Linked DNA regions of Anser cygnoides: region 1 is linked to region 2. Evidence: chromatin contacts called from public Hi-C data. All regions are on one chromosome and are shown on one strand. The core of a region is the stretch at or near the end of the contact, and the rest is flanking DNA. Distances in the headings are between cores, read along the strand shown. Region 1 holds the start of KCNK5 (potassium two pore domain channel subfamily K member 5). Region 2 has its middle 64 kb from the start of KCNK5.

Region 1 (4,706 bases), core at 340-2,839, 64 kb after region 2:
TAACTGGGGAATCCCATGCAAAAAAAGAGCGATGCTGATCACGTAACATGCTTGTGGATTTTGTGGTTTCTCCAGTCCTGCTTTTTAAGCTGCCAGGAACCTCTGGCAGATGTATTTTCATCAAGCACTGTACAAGCTAGTAGGAAGGACTGCTTAAGGGCCATGTAAATTTCTGTGGGCAGTCTCACAAGAGCATCCATTTGGCATGAGTCAAAGTTTTACAGATAGGTGTCTCTGGCTACCTCCTAACCGAGGCAGTTCCTTTGCCTTCCACATGTTCTCCTTTTTCCTTTCTCATACTTTGTTGTGTATTTTCTCCTTGTTTCCTTCCTCTTTCCAGTTTTCTCCATTTTCCCTCCTCCCATTTCAATTAGGGCCACATGAGAATTTCAGCAGGCTAACCTCAGCCCTTTGGTGTGTGGACTCCAGCTGACATACCTAAGCACCTAAAAATCCTTTGGACACCTCTGCATTTTTGACCATTTTCTTGGGTGTCCAGGGGGAAGAGGGCTAGGGGAGTCGGGGAATTAAGTTATGCCACAATAACAGCATTCCTAACACAAACTGCATGCACACCAGGAGCCCTTTGCCACGTCATGTAACACACAGCTCTATCTCGTCACTGAGTTGATCTTTCTCTGACCATTCAACTCCACTTCCAGCAGCCCTGATGTACGACTGTGGAGGAGCGTGGCCATGAAAGGCTCCTGGGAAGGGCTCCATGATCACGGCAAGCTGGTGAACTTCACCCCAGAGAGCTTGAACATCTCATGGAAACTCACAGGCCCACACGCATGGGTGCATACAGAAACGTGTGATTTATTGAGTTTACAAAATGCATGACGGAAGGGAGATGCTGTTCTTGTGGTGAAGGGTCCATAACACCCACGGACAACATCCCGGGGCAAGGGCAAAGCCTGCCCGCCGCCCCCCTTCTGTCCTCCTCAGAGCTGCTGCCACCTCTCCTCCAGCGCTTTGCCGAACGCCTTATTTCACAACCTTCCAGCGTCGAAAACGAAAACCTCCGGGGAACCTGGCAGGATGAGTCAAGTAACAGCGACGGTAACAAAAAGTCACTGAGGGAAGCGAGGCCGGGCTCACCTCAGCGGCCCCCACACTCGCTCCCAACGGCGGCGGGGAGGTCGCGCACCCTCCTCTCCCCGGCGCGGCCCCTCACGGGCGGGTGAGGGCCGGGATCGGGACCGGGACCGGGACCGGGACCGGGACTGGGATGGGGGATAGGGGCTAGGACCGAGATCAGAGCCGGGGCCATCCGGGGGCCGCACCTCGGGGCGCCCCGCCGGCCTCTCCCCCGCCCGCAGCCCCGCATGCGCACGCTGGGGCTGGGCGGAGGGGGAGGAAGCGGGAGGGCACCAAATTCAAATCGCTGCTGAGGAGGGAGGGGAGGGAAAAAAGAAAGAAAAAAAAAAAACGAAAAAAAAAAAACCACGGGGGAAGGAGGCAAGCCGGGGGGAGAGGAGAGGAGCGGAGCGGAGGAGGAGAAGTGAGGGAGGAGGAGAGTGGGAGGGGAGTGTGGAAGGCTCTAAGGGAAAGCGGCAGCGGCCGGGAGAGGCGGCGCGGCGCACGGCGGGGCAAGGCAGAGGTGTCAGGGGCGGCCGCGGGCACCCACGGCCGCAACGCGGGGCAGCCTCCCCGGCCCGCCCGCCGCGCTCCGCCCGCCCGCCCTCCCCGGCCCTCTTCTTCCTCTCCTCTCTCCTCTCCTCGCCTCCCCGCCGGCGGCACCATGGTGGACAGGGGCCCCTTGCTGACCTCGGCCATCATCTTCTACCTGTCCATCGGGGCGGCGATCTTCGAGGTGCTGGAGGAGCCGCACTGGCGCTCGGCCACCGACGACTACAAGCGACAGAAGACGGAGCTGCTCAAGCAGTTCCCCTGCCTGGGCCAGGAGGGGCTGGACAAGATTCTGCAGGTACCGGGCTGGCGGCCGGGCGGGAGCAGGTGCCGCCGGGCGCCCCGGGGCGGGACCGGGACCGGGAGCGGGGCCGGGAGCAGGGCAGGGGCAGTGCCGGGCTCCCCGGGGAGAGCCAGCGGCGGTCCCGTCTCCGCCGAGCCCGGAGCCTCCTCGAGGAAAGCTCCGAGCCCCGGGGGCCCGCGATCGGGGCGAGGAGGGAGCCCCCGGTTCGCTGCCAGCCCGGCACCGAGGTGCTCGCTGCGGCTCTTGGCCCACCCGGAGGGGCTCCCTCCCTCGTGTGTGAGGAGGGGAAGGTGAAGCCGAGCGTCTTGAGCGTCTTCTGTTTGGGCTGGACTTTATTTATTTATTTCCCATGTTTTCTCCCCCGTACTGAATGCCCTCGTTGTGAGTTGTCAGGGCGCTGAGTGCAGGTCTGAGGGGTCAGTCGGGGCAGCTGAAGGAAAGTTCAGGCCGCCCAGGGATGAGCGCCTCGCACCCAGGGATGCTTGCAGCCCTCTTCCACTTCAGCCCAAAGACCTCTTTCTAAGCATGCGGAGCGGGTTAATCGTCCTCTCCCTCTTATCTGGCAGAACGCCTCTTCAAATCTAATTATTAATCAATAGTATGTATAAAATCGCAGAGTAGTATAAACTTGGTTAGTGTCCTTTAATGGACGTGGTGTCCATTAAAAGATGGTGGCCAGCAACGGTGAACCGTGGAAAATAGGCTGCTTAGATACGCGGGGCTCCAGCAGTGGAAATGAGTCCTTTGGGACTTTATTTCAGAGATGTTTATATTGACTAGACCTCATGTTCATTGTGTTTCGGATTTTTAAAAAACTTTATTTTTAAATTCGCTAAAAAGTCTACTAAAATGCTAAAATACAGAAGACGGGGAAAATGACTCATGACTGTTGGCGTAATTGATACTGTGCAAGCTTAGAAGAGGGTATGGTTCTTGGTTCTAAAAGTTTGTGGTTTAAGTCTTCGTCCTTCGGTTGGTGGCTGCTTTCTGTCTGCTTCAGATAGCAGAGCTTTCTGTTGGCAGTGTCCTTGTTGTTACCGTCTCAGTACCCCCATTAAATACAGTGTCGTGGTATGGAGTGGAATGGTGGATGGAGGCTTGAAATTGTGGAGGGATGTCGGGAAAATGAAAGACGTGCTGTGCTTTCGAGGATGCCTTTGCTGTACTGGAATCTCACTGAAATCTTAGTCTAGGTTATCCTAAACCTGTCCAAGATCCCCGAGAGAAAAACCTTATTTGGATTGGGGTGTACCTTAAACCTAGTGTGCTTGACTTGCTGTAGATATCATTCAGAATCCAGACTCTGGCTCAGTTTAGGATGAAATTGACGTTGGTATGAGGGAATCATTTAGCTAGTGTTTTTCCATGACCTTTATCACAACTGATCCTGAAGTTGCAGAAAGATTTTTTTCCTAAAATATAAAATGACCAGGGAAAAAGTTATAGATTAGTTCATTAGGATGGACTATAGCATGTTGTAGAGTGGTGATGGGTGCAGAGTTAGTGAGGAGAAGTAGTATAAGGCAAACTGTGGGCAGATCAAAGTATTTGTTTTGAGTACTTCTGTACACCTCAGTGAGGAGGGCCTTCCCTCTTCAGTGTGTTAGCTCCTGGTGTATTTCTGTTTTGTCTCTGTACTGCTTCCAATTATACCTTACTTTCCATGTCTGACCTTGCTGGTCAGATGATCGCTTTTAGATATTCTGTTGTCCTCTTAAGCCCAGTTTAGCTAAAACATAAAACATAGCTCGCTCTTCTTTTACTCTTGTTGGTAACTGGAAACTTCTCTGCTTGCTTTCATCTAGACTTGTACTTTTGTTGCTGTTCTCATTTTGTGTGAGAAGTGGTGAGGAGGGAAGTAGCGTTTCCTACAGAGGAGAACGGCAGGGTGAAATCTAGCCCAGCTGATACAAAGAGGGGAGAAAAAAAAATGTAAGGGCATCAGGATTTCAACTTGAATAAGCTGTGAAGTATACTGTAAATAGTATTTGTAACAGTGCTTTGTCAAGCACTATCTATGCTTTTTCTCTTGGGTTCTGCTAATTCTTTTAAACATTATAAATCTCTGTCTCTTTTGGCAAATCCTGATCACCCTGCTCTTATATTAACCCCCTCCAAATTTATTCTCTTACAATTCATCCAGAATGTTGTTGATTTTAAAACATATATTTTTTTTTCCTAATCCACACTTCTGTTTTGCTTCTCTGAGCTTCTTCCATAGAATCCCTGAACTAGTTCCTGAGATTTTGCATGACTTAACCCATTTCTCAGCTTTTGCCTCCTGTTTCATGGCCTTAAGTTCATTTCAAAGCCTTTTATCTCTCTTCTTGCGGTGCCCACTAATGTTCTGTGGAGCCACATTCAGCTCTTCTAATTACTTCTCTGATATTCTCTTTAATATCCCAATTTAAAACACACTAGATAAAATTTTTTAGCAAATATCGCCAGATATAAGACGTTAAATGGTTGTTGGTAAAATGCAACGATGCCAAGAAATGTTCAACTTGAACTAACAATTCAATTTTGTTTACAGAAGCAAGCTGAAAGGTGACAAGGACTGACTTATTCAGAGACAGATCTCTCTGCTGCCCTTGTTCCCCACCCAGGTTAGCTCATGTGTTCATCTCAGCCTTATGTTAGCTGTAAGTGTAATAGAAAGTGTGTGGAATGGCTGCAAAGTTAGATGTCTAGGGTGATCTTAACCACTTAACCTACTCGTTTTTGGTTTTTGTTTTTATCAGCACAGACTCTCAATTCATGTACGGACTGG
Region 2 (4,703 bases), core at 1,907-4,406:
AAATAATGGAGTTAACTAAGCCAATCAAAACAAACAAACAAACAAACAAACAAAAAACACCTATGTGGACAGGACCCCAGTCTTACTCAAGCATTGTAAAGTGCTGTTAATCTGGATTATGTACAGATGTTAAATGCAAAGTTGGTGCTTTGTTTTGAAAAAATGAAAAAGTGATTGGGGGTCACATGTGGGAAGCAGGGACCCATTTTCAAGTCAGCACCCTGCCTCAAGTAGGGCAGCTAGCAGTACAACATGAATCCATCTGCCAAAGGTTCATGGGCAGGCCATCTCAGCCACTCTTGAAGCTGTTTCACTGTTCATAAATTATTAACCTGGCCGTAAGGTGGGGAATTATTACCTACCCTCTCTGCTGCTTGGTGAATCACTACATGCCTAAATCCTTATGCATATTTAGCCCTTAGGAAATGACTGTAATAGGAAGAGAAAGAATAGTCCGGTGCTTGGATAGCAGTAGCCAGCAATGTAAGGAATTGCTCTCACAGATATTGTTGTCTTGTTGGTCCTCAGGCACTGTAAAAGCTTGGAATTAGGTGGGCTTGTCCCAGAGTGGAGCCCTTAACCCTGAGAAAGGTATGCATGTTCTCCATATAACATATGGGAATGCTTGCATATATAACCAGAGACCTTCCTTGTCCTAGCAAGGAATTGTCCATGCAAGCTGGCAAAATAATACAGATGGAAAGAGCAAAATGCTGCGTGCAGAAATGACTGACTGACTCAGACAGGCCCCCATTTCCACACAGCGCTCAGCCATGATTCCTTCGGCAGAGACGGGCACCTGTGTGTGGCTTTTCTGTCTGTGGAAACCAGAGATGCCTCAAAAAACAGCCAGCAGCCAAAAGGTTGGGGAAATCACTTAGGTCAAGGAGACACACGTTCATATTTCTGTGTGATTAAAATCAAGGGACTGAAACCTGTATCACAGCTAAGGCCCCAGGCTAGGCAGAAGTTAAGTCTTTCTCAACCTCCTGAGCTAAATACTCACTGCAGAGATAGAAGAGAGAGAGACAGTGGTTGACTCTAGAGCTCACTTGTGCAGGTCTGGGGACGTGAAAATGTGGTGTCTAGGATCCAGTGATTGTAAAATAGCTGCACCATATGCTACAAATGTACCTGCAGAGCTTGAAAAGGATGCCTCGGGGTACCCAGCATCTTAGGAGGTGCAGAGGCTTGGCCCCAGATCCCAGGTGAGTACCTGCTGAGTAGCTAGTAGCAATTTTGAGAAGGTGTCTAGTCTCTAAACAGGGGGACCGAGGCACCTCTGGAGGGGTTGCCACTGGAGGGCCCTCAGGATGCTAGCTGTGATGTAGAACTGCAGAGCATGGTCGAGCTCTGCTGCGTCTGGTTAAGTTACATCAGACCTGAGCGATCTGTTTTAAAGAATGTAGCTCTACATACAGCTGGAACAACTGTGCAATGGCATTACACAAATAAATGACGTGCTGGAAAAAAAAGTCAAACTGTGCAGTCTCTGGGCGGGTGAGCAGGTTTCGCACCTATAATCTTCCACACCACTTGCTTTGCAATACGAGGGAGCTGTCAGAGACTGCCAATATGAGCTGCGTCTCCCAGCCTTGCCCTCCCTTATCGTATTTCCAAGCAAAACCAGCTGATTAAGCAGGGCCTGGTGTGACTGACCGTATATCTGGTTTCAGATCTGCTCAGCATGGGATCATCTGTTGATTCACACTTCCTAACAAACACAGGCGCTAACTTTCAAGTCTGCAGCCCCAGACCCCTTTGCCCAGACAGGCACTGGTGGCTTACTGCAGATCTTGGCTTAGCAGTCTGCTAACTGTCTGTGGGTCAGGGCACTTCTAACCCAAGCAATGAGGGGTGTTGAAACTCTGCATGCACACAGACACACAGGGACATACGATAAGGTAGGAAAAGGATTTTGAATGCAGTAAGTTATGTATATGAGAAACGGTGAAGCAGAGTGGCGGGAATATATGATCATGTTGTAGGAACGTGCTTCTGGAATAATTCAAACCTTATCTGCACAAGGAAGTATTTGCCAGTTAACTCCAATTGGTATTGTTATACCAGGAAACCCTCCTAATGAGTATAAAGCTCATACTACTTTCCCCAAGGACATAAAGGGTTGCTTATCTTGTTGGAATAACTGCTGCCTTCAATCTCTGACCAACATAGTTAGGCTGGCAGACGTAGAAGGAAGAGTGAAGACTATCTTTAGACTTTTACTTCTCTGTAACTCAACTTTGCCAGTCATAAAATGGAATTAATGATCCCTATTCTGTAGCTCCCAGAAATACTGAGAGAAGTCACTATTTAAGATTTGCGTGATATTTTCAGAAATAAGCCCCGTAATGTGCTCCACTAATGTACCGACTACTGCAAGCACCCTGTGAACACCCACACAGCTCAGTAAGCTAGATGTTGTCTCCAGCTGGTTACAGTATCCACACAGCTGTGGAAGAAAGTGAGACACTGGTGGCATGACTGCCAGTTTCCCAGAGGTAATCTAGTTCCCATCTATTTCATTTCTGTGGGAAAAACATCTGAGCACACCTGAAACTTCATCAGGCATTTCACGGTGTGCTCTAGCTAGTGTGTGGCTGTAGGCATGAGCCCTGAGTGACAGGTAGTGACATAGCTTCAGTACAATCCATAGTGTACAGGAAACTTGGGAAATCACCATCACTGCACAGATAACACATGACAGATCCAGCCTTCCCTTCTCTTGTCTGTCTCTAACATCTTCTTTCTTTTTTTATTCTCTACTTTTCTCTGAAATGCTTAGTTTAACTGGAAGGGGCGTTACAGTGTTGCAGATTGATATATGTTAAAGATTAGGCAAAGCAGTCATGTCATCCAATATTAGGCATTTATATATAATCTGGTCAAAGGCACTTCAGGGATATGATTTGACTGACCCACTTTTAGGGTAGGACAAATTTCACCTGAACAGTATGTATAACTTTCAGTGGCTTGTAGAGGTGGTCTTGGCATTGCGCACATTAATCACATCCTAGAGGTCTTTACTCGCCCTGCATCTTGGCCTTTCATTTCTCTTCTTCTGTGTTGATGAAAATAAAGCACTCGCTTTTGCTTTTATTTTAGGTCAGTTTCACATTTTGGTTTTCAGGCACTTGGCAGCTGCATAATGTTTGGTTTGCAAACACTCCCAGGGAAAGGCTCAATACAAGCCAATAACTTTCTTTGCAAAGAGATAAAAACTCAAACATTTTTCTTTACTCATGCGTTTTGTAAACATTTTTTTTCTGATTTCCCATTCCAAAATGTAAGCTCTGTGCTTAAACTATTTATTCCTCTACCCCTATGTGTTCAAAAATCTCCTCTTTCCACATTTCACCTGGGATTTTTGTGTGGTTCTGTGCTCTGTTTTGGTAGGAGGTAGAAGTTTTTTAAAAGTCTTCTTTAACAGGCTGGTCATTTGGGGAACTGTAACAGGCATGGTAATGTCCATACCATGCAATGCAGGCACATGGACTAACAGTGACCTGTTCTTTCCCAAGCTGGCATGTCTGTATGATGCACGGTGGCTTTTTGGAGAAACCGGATTTGGCTTAAAAGCAGTAAGGTTTCCTGGAAAGTGCATATGCTTGTGCTGCTCGCTGCAATCCAGCTGTTTAGGGTGCCTCTGCAGCCAGGCTGCACTGTGTGATGCAGACATGCCAGCAAGCATCACTTGACACTGCTGTCACCCCCACTCATTACCACTCAATGGAGAGTGCTGTTCTTAAGAGCCTTCCTGTGCACCTAATATTCCTAAAGAGGTATCATAGGGAGGATTTAAACCCAGCACTGATCGTAAATTGTTTTAAAAAGCCAAGTATCACTTCAACCACTTTCCCATCGTGAAGTTTTCAGTTAAACTGTGGCTATCTTGGAGGTTGTTTGCAGACTCAATCTCCTTGCTTCCTCCCCCTTACCTTATAAACTCTAGAGATTAAGATAATGGAAGGACACTAAATATACACCAGATTCTTGATGGGATAACTGAGCAGACTGTGAGTATTTTAAGATTATGTAAATTTGAACAGATTTATGGCAGCCAAGAATGCAGGCCCACAATCACATTTTCAGCTTAATTGGAAGTTGACTCATTAACACAAGACATCTAGACATCACGGCAGTCACAGCTGTCCAGTCTTTCTCATACCAGAGGCTAAATAGGAGCTCTGGACTCCTCCCATGTAAGCCCCAAGACAGGAATAGAGGTGATTTACACATTCCCAATGAAGATGGGACACCTCTGCATTTCCTTCTCATTTGTTGATGCAGATGCTACACTCCTTGAAACAAAAGCAGCTCCCTGTGACACAAAGCAGGCACTAGATCTGGACAAGACCACCTATCTGTTTGAAATAGTTCAGTAGCTCCACGCTTTTATGTTCAAGGGATGTGTCACACGGGGTGTGCACATTCTCATTTGCATAGTATATCCTAAACTACAGGGGTGCTCGTAGGCAGCCCAAGAGCCAGTTCCAACCCATTGATGAGTCTATCTGTACCCTGAGCAGTTTCTCTTTTTTAATCAAAGGGTTTTAAAATGTGTATTTATCTGACCATATAATGCAGTACCCAGCTGTTAAAAAGCTAGACAAACCTGATTTATGTTGTTTTCCCTGGTCTTTTTGAAGGTAGAAATACAAGTTACATGAATATACCTGTTTTGGTTATTTCTTGGTTTACCA

The links. Hi-C and Micro-C count contacts between places; a contact is called where the count stands out from the background.
Region 1: a Hi-C map of liver shows a contact between it and region 2, with 1.9 times the contacts expected there. The contact joins the promoter of KCNK5 here to the enhancer-like site in region 2. A contact is called at or near these places in 2 of 7 Hi-C or Micro-C datasets (both in liver).

Annotation. Positions count from the first base shown.
Region 1 is chr3:32,656,746-32,661,451 of Taihu_goose_T2T_genome, forward strand. It overlaps KCNK5 (potassium two pore domain channel subfamily K member 5), which reads left to right and starts at 1,590. Exons shown (of 5, transcript XM_048080093.2): 1 at 1,590-1,930. The coding sequence starts at 1,745. It overlaps LOC125184888 (a long non-coding RNA gene), which reads right to left and starts at 1,427. Exons shown (of 2, transcript XR_007169489.2): 1 at 1,102-1,427; 2 at 799-1,033.
Region 2 is chr3:32,591,620-32,596,322 of Taihu_goose_T2T_genome, forward strand. No RefSeq gene overlaps it. Among named protein-coding and RNA genes, the nearest start is that of KCNK5, 64 kb to the right of the region's middle. Within about 2 kb of position 3,157, at least 2 of the 3 cell types and tissues checked have open chromatin away from gene starts, as enhancers often do. A contact at or near this core is called in liver, where this site is marked.